Regions from separate parts of the Sminthopsis crassicaudata genome. Here region 1 is linked to region 2. Evidence: chromatin contacts called from public Hi-C data. All regions are on one chromosome and are shown on one strand. The core of a region is the stretch at or near the end of the contact, and the rest is flanking DNA. Distances in the headings are between cores, read along the strand shown. Region 1 holds the start of MYLK2 (myosin light chain kinase 2). Region 2 holds the start of PDRG1 (p53 and DNA damage regulated 1).

What was found. Hi-C and Micro-C count contacts between places; a contact is called where the count stands out from the background.
Region 1: a Hi-C map of fibroblasts shows a contact between it and region 2, with 5 times the contacts expected there. The contact joins the promoter of MYLK2 here to the promoter of PDRG1 in region 2. A contact is called at or near these places in 2 of 2 Hi-C or Micro-C datasets (fibroblasts and hippocampus).

The regions. Positions count from the first base shown.
Region 1 is chr2:451,945,622-451,948,898 of ASM4859323v1, forward strand. It overlaps MYLK2 (myosin light chain kinase 2), which reads right to left and starts at 1,776. Exons shown (of 13, transcript XM_074292788.1): 1 at 1,697-1,776; 2 at 1,320-1,425; 3 at 1-123. The coding sequence starts at 1,374.
Region 2 is chr2:451,809,500-451,812,739 of ASM4859323v1, forward strand. It overlaps PDRG1 (p53 and DNA damage regulated 1), which reads left to right and starts at 1,398. Exons shown (of 5, transcript XM_074292781.1): 1 at 1,398-1,556; 2 at 1,741-1,816; 3 at 2,959-3,033. The coding sequence starts at 1,470.

The DNA.
Region 1 (3,277 bases), core at 526-3,025, 140 kb after region 2:
CACCAGCAGTAGTAGCTCCCTCCTTGGGGGGGCCTGGGCTGCCAGGCAGGGGCTGACCTGGAGGCACAGCTCCTTTCTCCTGGACAAGAGAAGCCTCATCAGCCCTGCCTTTGGGGGCATTATCTGCAAGTGAGAAGGCGATATTAAATTGGGTGGTCCCCAAGCTCCACCTAAATCAATGTGCTGGAGCTCCCTGGCCCTGCAGTGGGTCTTCTTAATCCTCCCCAGGGAACAATAACAACTTACATTTCCATAGCCCTAACAACAGATAGGGCAAGGAGAGCCTCCCCAACCCTTCCCTGATCCATCTTTGCAAAGGAGGACTAAGGGTCAGAGCATCCTAGGATGTTAGAGCTGGAAGGAACCTTAAGCATCATCTAATGTAGTTCTGTCATTTTGCAAAATAGGAAACTGAGGCCCAGAAAGAGGAAGGACTCTGCCCATGGTCACACACCCGGGCACTGAGAACTGGACACAAATCCTTCTGGACTCCGAGTGGAGCACTCTTTCCCCATGGCTTTATTGTTAGAGCCCACATTCCCGCCCTTTCAGACTTTCCCCCGACCTTGGTGGGCAGCTAGAGAGCGCCCACATTCCTACCTCCGTATCCGAGATGCTCCCACCCTCCTCCCTGGGTGACTGACAGGGAGACCCACCCTGCATCCTGCCTGCCCCTTTCCAGGAATGCTCAGAGCCGAGGCTCGCAGCACAGTGACTGCGAATCATTTCAACAAGGGGAGTGGAAATAGGCCAGGCTTTTCCCAGTGCCCAGACCCTGAGTTCCCGCCTGACAGATAACCTGGGGGGCACTTCCTTCTCTCCCGAGAGACCTGGGGAGTAGTGGGAAAGGCGCTGGACTGGAGGCTGAGGAGCTGGCTTAAAAGAGGAGGAAAGTCACTTCCTGTCCTTGGGCCCCCATTTCCCTGGTATATAAAATAAAACAAGGGGTTTGAATTTGGCATCCGTCAATCCACAAGAATTAATTGAGCGCTTTCTGTAGCCCAAGCCCCATGCTGAGAGCTGGAGAGGCAGAGAAAGGCAAAAACACAGCCCCTGACTTCAAGGAGCTTCCATTCTGACAAGGGAGACAGCAGCCTCTTCTCCCTGACCCGGGCCCAGAGCGTACCCCTCCCGGCTCTGCCCTCTGATCCAGGGACATAAGCAGAGGAGAGCTGAGGACACAGACTCCCAGAGAGAAGGATTCTATCCCGGAGGGTAGCAGGGAGGGCAGGGTTCTGCCCTCAGCCCTCCCACCCCTGGCTCTCTCAGCAGGACAGGCTTTTCCCACTCCCCACCACCCGCAGTGTCAGCACCTGTACCCGCTTCTGGGCTCGGGGGGCCTGGCTCCGCTGCTCCTCTGCCGGTAGTTGCCATGAGAGAGGCTGGTCCTTCTGCTTGTCTGCCTCTAGTCTGCCCGACTATTGCCTGCAGAGAGAGAAGGGGAGGGAAGAGGAGGGGAGTTTTCAGTCCAGGGAGTGGAAGGGCAGAAGGAACAGGAGGCAAGCAGGGGGAGTTCCTGAACCAGACGGGTCCTAGCAGGGGTGGGAAGCCCAGAGATCTGGGAGGGAAGGAGGAGAGCTGATTCTGAGGCATGGTGCGGGGGATTGGGAACCCTGATTTTGAATGGCCCTCAGCTCCCAAGGTGTAGAGTGGTAAGGAAGGAGGGGACAGGGCGAGGGGAGGGAGGGGAGGTTACCTGGTGGCCAGGCCAGGACCAGGGCAGAGACGTGTGGCTGCCGGAGCGGGTGCTGCCCTATAACGAGTGCAACAGAGCTGGGAGGCAGGAGAGGAGGAGGAGGTAGGAGAGGAGGAGGAGGAGGAGGTGCAGGACGAGAAGGATCCCTTACACGGGGGCCATGCAGCTATGAGCCCAACAAGCTTCGACTTTCGGGCCACCTGTTCCTCTTGGCCCAGGTTCAGAGGACACGCCATTCTTCCCACGGCCACCCTGCCGGCCAGCAGGGGCTCAGGCTTGGGGGAACCGGGGCAGGGAAACAAACAGAAGCAGATGAGAGAGGAGAGAGGGAGGAAGCAGTCACTTACCCAACCAGCCAGGCGTCTGCACCCTTGGCCCTTCTTACCAGCTCTCCCTGACACCCAAGCGTCTCCTTTTTCCTTGGGGACTGCCTGCTACCAAAAGGCTGGCTGGAGTAGTAGGGTCTGGCCTGGAGACCACCCCCTTTACATCCCTCCGGATCAGGGGTTCCCATTTCCGGGAAGGGGGTGTGTGAACTTTGTTGCTGTTTTTTAATTTTGATAACCACGTTTCGGTATGATTTCCTACTTCCCATATGGTTCCAATATGGTTTCCTTTATAATCCTATACCTTATATTTTATGAATTTAAAAGCATTATTCTGAGCAGTCAAGCTATACCAGACTCTGAGAAGGATCCATGACACAAAAGAAAGCTTGATAGCCTCAGTCTAGAGCCGTACTTATGAGGAGAGGAGGGTAGCCTGAACTGAGCAAGTAGGAAACTCTGGGTGAGACTGCAACATGAGACCTGCTTCCTTCTTTAAAACACGAGGGGGGAAGTTAATAAAAAATAACAAAGCAATTAGGGGACCAGAGGCCTCCCAGCTCTAATATTCTTCTCTCTTCATTCTAAGATCCTTGCAAGCTCGAGACACAGCGCTGGGAGACTTGTTCTGAAACCCAGCTTTGGCAAGTTATGACATCATAGGCAGGTCACTTGGCTTCCTTTTTCCTCATAAATTGATAGTTTCCTACAAAGTAGCGACACTATAACACTTGCACAAACTACCTTGAAGGATTGCTGTAAGGAGAATACTTGGCCAAGTTTTGAAAGTCCTGTAAAAATGGGAGGTTTTTCTATTCTTGTTAAGGTCACTTCTAGCTCTATGGCCTACGTCCTAGGATCCTTCCCAGCTTACATTCTGTGTTCTGTTCCCTACAGTCCTTCCGAGCTCCATCATCTGTCAGTCTGTGACTTTGGGCACTGACCCTGGATGTGTGTCCTGAGGCCTAGGAAATCTCAGGGCCTTCCCACTGGAGGCACAAGCTTCCCCACCTCTGGCTGGTCACATCCACATGGAGAACATGAACTACTCGGCCCTGGATTGCCGGGGTTACCCCCCGCCCATCCCAGGCTAGTGCCCAGAGGAGGAACAATTTAGGGGATGTGATACCTATCTGGGTGTGATCCGGGAAAGAGAGAGAGATGGACTTAACTCTGAAGAATAGGATCCTATTTAGCACTGCCCCTGCCCATCCCCTATTAGACTGAGATCTGTGGGAACGAGATGGCTCTTTGC
Region 2 (3,240 bases), core at 148-2,647:
TTTACAACAGATGGAGTATGTGTGCCAAGTATGAGCAGTGGTTCAGTGGAAAAAACTTTGGATTTATGGGTTGAGGGGAGGGTTGGAAGTGGGAATTGTTGCTGATCACTATTTTTCCAAGGCATAACTCAGAAGCCGAGTCCCTCCCCACCAAAAAAAAAAAAAAAAAAAAAAAAAAAAAAAAAAAAAAGACTTTTAAGAAGTGTGAAAAAATGTCTTTAGTTGAATCAAGAGAAGAACTTGGACAGTAGGCAAGAGATTAGTCCTGTCCTGAAGCACCCTTTAAAACAGTTCGGGCGTTAATCTGAGAGACCCACATAGTTGAGATGCATTTAACAGGGACGCACATGAAGACACCGTCTCCAGACAGACAGACTCAGGGAAGGAGACTAATCAAGAAACTTGTAACCAAAACAATCCCAGGAGCGAAGAAAAAACTCCACTATGGACTCAAAGGAAATAGCCTGACAATGAGTCAAGCTGTGAGAAAGGCGGCCTGTAGGAGCCCGTGTGGGTAACCTGCTCAGCAGGCGTGCTCCAAAGAGGAGCAGCCCGGGAGAGAGAGGACATCAAGGCCCTACATTGGCACTGCTGCTAGATCCGTGTTCACTCTCCCCACTGTCTCGTTGGTGGGAATGCACGTTCCCGGCTTGGGACGCAGTGTTGTAACGCTCCTTTTTTGTATGCCACCTCACTATTTTCACTTTGGATCAATTGTTAAGAAGATGCTCACCAGGGGGGTGAACAGATGCGGAAAGATCCCGCAGACCTGTGGGGATCATGGCGAAGATCTGAAGGCTGAAAGAGCAACCTGCACATGGCTACTTGGATAAGTCACATAATCTACCAAACTGTTTGCACAGAAAAACGGCTAAAGCAGTGGAAATTTTATATAGGGCTTTAGCTTTGCAAAGTGCTCTGTGCGGTTCTCTCAGCCCCGGGGGGTGCCCATTTTACAGATGAAACGGGGCAGGCCCCAAACTCATCCCTTCGGAGTCTAAATCTAACCTGAAAGCGGCCGTACCACCCAGCTGCAGAAATTAACCGGAGATTATCTCTGGAGAGCTTTATTTTTCGCACAGTTTACAGAGATAACGGTAACCAGGGTGGAGGTGAGGAAGCCCCACTCTTCGCTGCAACCCTCCCCAGTTGCTGATGCCGCATTGGGCACGAGGGGCAAAGTACTTAACCGGGGCTCTGGGTGAGTCCCGGCCGTCCCGGAGGAGGAGACCCGAAGACAGCCATTTTCGCACCGGAGAATTTCAGCCGGATGGGGGCGCCGACGTACCGGACTTTTTCCAGCTTACCCTCCTACGAGCCCAGAAGGCGTCACGTGGTCCCGAAGGCCGTCCCACATTAGTTCCCACCGCCCCGCCCCCAGCGTGCGACCTAGCTTACGAGACCACGTGCGCTGCCGCGGTGGTGGCGCGTGCGCAGAGGGAAGCTGCCGGACCGCACCATCGCCGGTCATGTTGGGGCCCGATTCCGAGCGCGTGTTGCGTTACCTGAGCGAGGTGGAGGAGCTGGCCGAGGCGGTGTTGGCCGACAAGCAGCAGGTCCCTGATGGGCCCGAGAGCGAGGGGAATGGGCTTCTTAATCCCCGCCCCCCTCATTCCTGCACTTTCCCCTCCACGCTTTCCTTATCCCGACTCTGAGCCGGAACATTGGCCAAAGCTGCCCCCTGACCCTTTCCCCTCTCTGGGCTCCACCCTCACGTCTGGCTTTGGATTTTTTCCCTAGATAGTGGACTTGGACTTGAAGCGGAACCAGAACCGGGAAGCCCTGAGGGCTCTGCAGAGAGACCCTGGCCCGTCAGGTAAGTCGTGGCGTGGTGGGGGTCAGGGGTCACGGACGTCATTCCCTGACGTCAGCACGCCTTTCCAGGGGTGAGTCTGCAGTCCAGCTGGAGCCACCATTGCTCCAGTATCAAGTATAAGGTGCTTTCTCTTTAAAAAAAAAAAATTTTAATTAAATTAAATTTTTAAAAATTTAAAAGAGTAGCGAACAGGGAGGCCGTTTGTTGGAAGCAAAAGCCCGAAGGCCCTTATGTATAGTTATATGCTGTGATTCAGCGTTGTGTTAAGGACTGGCGGGGCTGTTGGAGGCGCTGTGCTTGGGAAACTTTAGCTTCTGTGGGACTCTCAATTCCCGAGCTTTTAGGAACACCGAGTAGGAGCAAGGCTGGCTTTTCTGTGACTTTGAGGGTCCATATCACTTAATTATCCTTAATTCCGCTTGTAGCAGTGTAGTGAGGAGGGGGGGGGAAGAACAAATCAAAGCAAAGGATATTTAGATCTAAAATTCACATCACTTCTTCACCGGGTCCAGAGCGTACTATCACAGATACAGGAAATACCTTTGAGGACACGGGTCCAGAGTCGCCTAACTTTTCTTTCCTGTATAGTTAAGATAGGAATTTGGGGTGTTTGTGTTTTGTTTTGTTTTGTTTTTATAAGTTTTTAAGCAACAATTCCATAGAAGAAGTTAGAGGTCTCCTTTCTTTGCTTGTTTGGCACCAAATTGGGTCTTATATTTTACCATCTTTCTCAGGAATTATGAATACCTGAAGTCTTAGAAGAATACTAATTAAAAAATAATAATAAATTACCTATGAATATGTACTGTCAAAGAAAATGTTATAATTATAAAAATTAAAATTAAAAAAATAAAAATAAAATAAAATAAAAGATGAGAAAGATTTTTAAAAAATACTAATAAATAATAGCTGGCACATAGCTCCTGAAGATTTGTTCAGCGCTCTGCATGTTATCTCACTCAGTTCTGATAACGACCCTGTAAGATATTATCTGAGTTAGAGATGAGGAAACCGGGGCTGGAAATAGCCTAGTTGACTTGGGAGGGTCAAACAGCCAGTAAATGTAGGATGAGGTCACGTCTTCCAGATGCAGAAATACTTGGTGATTTATCAAGCTGACCGTGGCATGTTTACCATTTCAGATAAAGTGATGGTTTGTTTTGGAAACATGTTCATCAAGCTTCCCCGACCACGGACGAAGGATATGATTCAGAAAGGTAAGGGACCCCAGATTGAACACTGTGGCGCTACCTCCCAAATCAATTTTTGCATAGTTTAGGCTTGGGGCTTAATTAAAACTTGTCACAAAGTCTCAGTTACAGAAGTTTAATAGCCTTGGTCCTAGAGATCCTTCTTTGGAGCATATACCTCAAAAGAGATTAAAGACAGAAATATACACCAAAATATTCAGAGTACATTTTTTT